Linked DNA regions of Mus musculus: region 2 is linked to region 1. Evidence: chromatin contacts called from public Micro-C data. All regions are on one chromosome and are shown on one strand. Each heading gives the region's core, a stretch centred on a gene start, on an enhancer-like site or on the middle of the called end of the contact. The rest is flanking DNA. Distances are from core to core; before and after follow the strand shown.

Region 1 (3,131 bases), core at 141-2,640:
TAGTTTATTTGGAACAACTCAGCAGGGATACCACGCAAAGACGATAAAGAGAGTTGTAAACTGGCATATCATAGCCAAGGTGAGCTTACTTGTTAGACGGCTTACATTCTAAGATCATTGGCACCGTGCATTTAGAAGCTTCAGTTTGATGGAAATATTAAATGTGAGTCGAAAAATGGAGTCAGCAAGAAAGTAGAGTTCAGTTAAGACATCTCTTACAAACTATAGAAGCAGTTATGGGCCCCCCCCCTCTCTCTCTCTCTCTCTCTCTGTGTGTGTGTGTGTGTGTGTGTGTGTGTGTGTGTGTGTGTGTGTGTTAGAATACCCTTAAAACATTATCCATCACTGGTGGGGTATAGAATGAGAAGGCGACTATGGTGAAGTCTGGTGGTTCTTCAGCACGTTATATATGGAATTGCCATGTAATCCAGCGCTTCTAGCCTTCAGTATACTCAGCACTGAGAACAGACATTTCCGTGGCAGCATCGGTCACAGTAGCCACAAGGTTCAAACACCCAAAGTACCCCTCAGCTAATGCCTTCAGAAGTATATCCATACAGTGTAACATGTAGTAGCAATAAAAAGCATTGAGTCAAGCTACAGAACGAACCTTGAAATTTATACTAGCCCAAAGCAGGGAGACGGACGAGAACACATACAGACCAGTATGATGTATGCAAAGTAGGCAGATCCATGGGGGCTGGGGGCAGGCCTGATGAGGAGCTTTCCTTTATGAGTGATATAAGTCTTCAATAACTAGATAGTGATAATGGTTGCTCATTATGCATATTGTGCTAATGAATTTTACATGTTTAATGCAATCTAAGTCAGTAAAGAGCTCGACACACAGCAGTGAGGACCTTAGTCTGGTCCTCAGCACCACGGTAAAAGACTGGGCATGATGTTGTAATGCTTGGATCCCAGCACTGGAGATGTATACATAGGAGGATTCTAGAGCTTGCTGGTCAAGACAGGCTGATTGATGGGTGGGCTCCAGGTCATGGTGAAGCCCACTTCCCAGTGTGAGACCCTTGTCTCGACAACAGCAACAAAGCAAACAAAACAAACACAAGTGGACATCTCCTAAGAAACACTGAGTTTGACTTCCACACACATGTACACATACAGACAAATATGAAAAAATCTATGGTATTTGATATAATTTTTGACAGAATTCAAAATTAGATGAGCCTTTAAAAACAGCAATGGTTAAGCAAAAATCACTGGTTTAAGTACTTTGGGGGGGGGGCAGAAGTACAGTAGACATAGAAGGAAAGTGGCAAACTGTGTGTGCAAGATTGTTACTGTCTCTGTGTGGGCCCAACAAAATATGATTGTGAGTCATGGCACACCCAAGGCCTGTCTGGATGACAGAATAAATTCAAGGCCATTGTGGGGAGTTTGGTGAGACTGCCTTAAAATAAAGAGAAAACAGGTGGCAGGGGACATGAGTCAGTAGTAGAGCACTTGCCTAGAATGCACAAGGCCCTAAGTTCAGTGCCCAGCAAGGCATGCAAGAATAAAAGAAAAGTCGAGTAAAGACTGGACAGTAAGGCTTACATTCTTGTCCATTTTATTTTCATTTTAGTACCACAGCTAATTACAGTTTTAGTAGTGCAGATTTTAATAATTTTAAAATGTGTTTTCCTTTGTTCTTTTCTTCCTCACAGTTGAATGTCCCCCATTCTTGCCTAAGTTTACTGTGGCAGCTTCCTAGTGGTTTTCCTCTCCCTAAGTTACCCTTCCCTGTTCCCTTCAATATGTTACAAACACGGCATCCTGCCTAAAAGCCTCCTGTGCTTTGGGGTAAAGTCTAAGTGAGATTCTTATAACACAGGGAAATATCCTTCACCAGGCCTGTAATCCAATCCCTCCCGAACGTCGCTCTTCCTAGAACACACTTCCTTTACTTAAGAGTGCCCTTCTGTGTTTATTGATCTGTCTGCCCATCCTTTAAGACTTTGCTTCCTACAAGAAACTGTCCTAACCCACCCAGGCTCATAGCTTTGCTGGGCCTCAGTACCCTGCATGTCTGATGTGTCACTGGTTTCTCATCGTTTTCTTTGTCCGATTCCTCTATTGGATAGCTGACTTTTTGAGGTCAGGGAAGCAATCATATCTGTCTTTCACGAATGAACCCGTCAGCAAAGCAAAATGTAACACTATTATATGTATTGCAAGCTATTCACAGTGTTAAATGAGAATAGTAAGGAAGCAGAGTACTGAGTGTACATCATACAAGAGATGACAGGCAAAGACTCGTTTAAGAGAATGCTGTCATAGAAGATAGGACATTTGGAATGGGTTGTGAGTTAGGGGATATTTTGAGGAACTACATTGTTTTCGATAATTATTGTAGTTGTGTACTAGGTAATGTACCAGGACTTGAGGTTGTATGGATCCTACTTAGCATATTGATTATCACTTATGAACATAGGTGTTTCCCAAGAAGAGTTGAGCAGTTTTGTCTATTTTACTTTGTAATGCTTTGTGTTGGGGGTGTGGGGTCAGCAGTGAACAGATGATAACAGCATGGTATCAGTGGCAGTCAGAGGACAGCCCCAGATGTCAGTCCTCTCTACCCTGAGCCAGGGTCTTTATTGCTAGTCTCAGCAGTGCACACACAGGCTATTGGGCCAGCCAATATCTGGGGCCCCCAGCCTCCGCTCCCATCTCACTGTGTCAGTCCTGGTAACACAGATTGCTCGACCACACCCAGCTTTCCTTGGGTTCTGGGGATTCAAACTCAGATGCTCACATTTGCACCCCAACCCCCTTCCCTACTGAGTCATCTCCCCAACCACTGCCCTGTGATTTCCTAAGAAGCAACTATTGCTCTCAAGCTTTATCTAAAACTCAACTTGAGCTTTAGTGTAAGCCCAACCAGAACGTATTAGGGAATAATACTATCCCAGGATTCAGGGAAGTTACCTGGTTTTAGTAACAACTAGGTCTTAAAATTCTCTTTGCCATTCAGAAGTAGCTTCATAAAGTCTTTAAAATGGTATGTTCATGCAGAAGTTGCAGCAGGTTAATTTTTATAGTTTGCAGTACTTGTTAAATCAGTTCAGAGCTCTGTTAATTATAACCTGTAGATCTTACTCAGGCTGTATGAAGAGTTAAATAGAAGG
Region 2 (2,998 bases), core at 218-2,717, 63 kb after region 1:
CACCACTCTCCCCCATGCTATCACATCATTCAATCATAAACAAACATTCCCCCAAGCACTTCCCTGTGCCCTGCCGCAGCTGCGCTGGAGTTACAGCTGTGACCCACAAAGCAGGGCCTCTGCCCCAGGAGTCTCACATCAATGATCCAAAACCAGATGGGAAAACACAGGAGGAGGAGGTTTAAGGGTGTGAGCCAGGCAGTGGATTAGGCTAGTGGGCCAAGCAAGCATCCCTCCAGCTGGCGTTCTCTAAACGCATACCCAGATGACAAGAAAGGACTTGACATAAGGGAAGAAGTGGGTTCAAGGCTTAAGAAGGGAAATGTTTGACCTTGTTAGGGAGTTATTGTGAGGCAGAGGAGGAAGAGGTAATAAAAGTGGAGAGAATCAGAAAGGTGCGCAGGAGCGGGTTGCAAAAGGGCTCCGGTTATCCGGAAGGCGTAGATGCGGCTTGCATGTAGCCACGCGGGACGCGGCTTGATCAGGAGAGTAGACTCAGAGAAAACGTACTGCCACAGTACTGAACACGAGTGGGGGTTGGGTGAGGAAGAGAGAAGCTAGAGTCCAGAGAAGCCAGGGGTTCTAAAGAGTCTCCATGTGGCCCTGTTCTCCCTCGCCCCGACGTTAAGGTTTCTGGTTTATGTCTTGCCTTCCTGACTGGACAGGTGCTGACAGAGCAGAGGGACAGTGTAGTATTCCTTCTTGGTTCCCTCGCGCCCACGAAGTTTATAAATTAATTGCTCGTGTTCAGCTTGGGGAGAAAGGAATGGAGATCGAGGAAGGTTTTAGAAAGTAAATGACATTTGAGGTAAACCACTAAGGAGGGGGAAATTAGACACATGGGACTCGGGAGGGTGGAGAGGGCAGTGTGTTGAAATGGGGGGGGGCGTGGGGAGAGAAGACGGGGATGTGGGGGTGAGCACAGCAATGCTGGGATCTGCTGAGGCCGAGCCTCAGAAAAGGTAAATTGGAAAGACTAGAAAGCTGGATTAGGGTGGGATTAGGGCAGTTTCTTAAATGCTTTTTTTAATCTAAGGACAGAAGAGTGCTACTACTCGTTTTCCAGCAGAGGAATGAGGGGGAAAAAATAAATCCTATAAGAAACTTAAAATGAAGCTGCTGGAATAAGGAAGGATAAGAACCAGGAAAGGCAAGAATAAGTGAGTTCAGGATAAGGGTGGCGGTGAGTCACCTGGAACAGCCGCCGCTCTTCCCCCGGAGCAAAGCATGACCTTTCTGAAAGCCTGCAATCATGCCATTACAGGATATTTATCTGTGGACTTACAGCGACAGCAAGTCGCCACGACTTGTACCTGCTCCGTGTACGCTGCGACAGCTGAGTAGACTGTATGGTGATTTACAGCAGCAGAGTCTAGAAATCCAAGTGGGGCACGGGCACGGGCACGGGCACGGGCACGGGCACGGGGGAGCGTCCTTGCCGCATGCTCAAACCGCACAAACTCAAGAGAAAGGAGGCGAGCCCTTCAGCTCTTTTATAAGGGCTCTAACTCCAGTCACGGTGAAGGGAGCCCTTGTTGTCCAATCTTCTCAGAAGGGCCTCACCTGTTGAAAGTACCGGTTCGCCATTAAAGTTTAGCACCTGTGTTTGGGCAGACACGCCCTTGTTTAAGCCATAGCATTTCTGAAAGTGCGTATTCCAAATGAAGTGCTCACCATCCAGCACCTGAGAAAATTAGAAAGGGCTAAGAGGCAACATCAGAAGGCAGACCAGGGGCAGGTGAGAGGCAGGGGGCAAAACAAGCTTGGCTGTGAGGAGGTGTTTGTGTTCTCTTTGCATTTTTCTTCTTGTGGTCTAGTTGCCATCCACGTGCAGCATTGGTTGTTTTTCCATGAAGATGCTCAGCTGATTTACTCCCTGCCAGCTGTTGCTGAGTGCTTCCTCCATCACAGGGCACCTCTCTCCCACAGTGCTTGGAGCACTGGTGGGGAACAGAGCTCTGCCTCAGGTTCCTCTCTGCCCTCCATTCCATCACCATCTCTTCCTGCCCTTGTCCGTGTATACAGCCTGAGCCTCAGAAGAAGGACAGGAGCTGATGGTTAACATGCAAAATATGTTTTTCTAACATAATCTATATTCATAGAAAGTTTATAAGATAGTCGAAATTATGGTTCCCATTTCACAGATGGCAAAGCTGACAGGCAGCTAACACACATATGGGTGGTGGATCTGACCCAGGTCAGTGACCCTAAACACAGATCATCAGTATTGCTTTTATAACCCTAAAGATATAGGAAGGTGTTCACTTAAAACTAGCTCCACAACATCGCTAGAGACCCAGCAGAAAACCCTGTCACTCCATCTCTACCTGAAACTAATGTGCCCTCTTCTGTATGCTTAACCTTCTACCCACACAAAGTTACAGTTTCTAAAATTCACATACCGTGACAACAAATGTATCCATTTAATTAACTTATTTTGGAAATCTCTTTTTAGGAAAACACTACATGAGTGGATATTTTGGTCTTTTCTAGTGCCCTGTTATTTCAATATATATATATATTGAATATGTGTATATATTTACACATATATAAAATACATATTATACATGTATATAATACACATATGTATATATACATATACACATATACATATATATTCTAGTATTTGATACATGTGTCATGTGAAATACTTTTAAGATACAGACTTAAAAATGGGACTTCTCAGTGTTTGGGGTTTTATTATTATTGGTTTGTTTGTTTTGTTTCCTGGTTTTTTTGTTTGTTTGGTTTGGTTTTGATTTTTTTTGAAACAGTGTCTTATGGCTGGCTTTGACAATTCCTCAGTAGCAGAGGCGGTCTTTGAACTCCCGTTCCTGCCGTTTCTCCCTCCTAAGTGTGGGGGGTAAGAGCTGTTTACTCTGGGTTGAGACACCGGAGTGTGATGAGGCATTCTCTACACCTTTGAAATATTTCATAATTAAAACGTCACTTTGAGTTGAAGGGTTATGATTTTTTTTTTGCCTGCCGTTGTCAGTGG

The links. A called contact is a pair of places that touch in the nucleus more often than the background predicts.
Region 2: a Micro-C map of muscle stem cells shows a contact between it and region 1, with 2.0 times the contacts expected there. The contact joins the promoter of Arhgap20os here to the enhancer-like site in region 1. A contact is called at or near these places in 4 of 39 promoter capture datasets (cranial neural crest, embryonic stem cells, maxillary cranial neural crest and 1 more), 3 of 484 Hi-C or Micro-C datasets (muscle stem cells, myocytes and nephron progenitors) and 1 of 9 other capture datasets (pancreatic islet).

What each region holds. Positions count from the first base shown.
Region 1 is chr9:51,811,746-51,814,876 of GRCm38.p6, forward strand. All of the region lies in intron 2 of Arhgap20 (Rho GTPase activating protein 20), which reads left to right. Among named protein-coding and RNA genes, the nearest start is that of Gm40520, 48 kb to the left of the region's middle. Within about 2 kb of position 1,391, at least 3 of the 459 cell types and tissues checked have an H3K27ac peak or open chromatin away from gene starts, as enhancers often do. A contact at or near this core is called in muscle stem cells, where this site is marked.
Region 2 is chr9:51,874,418-51,877,415 of GRCm38.p6, forward strand. It overlaps Arhgap20os (Rho GTPase activating protein 20, opposite strand), which reads right to left and starts at 1,468. Exons shown (of 4, transcript NR_033560.1): 1 at 1,286-1,468.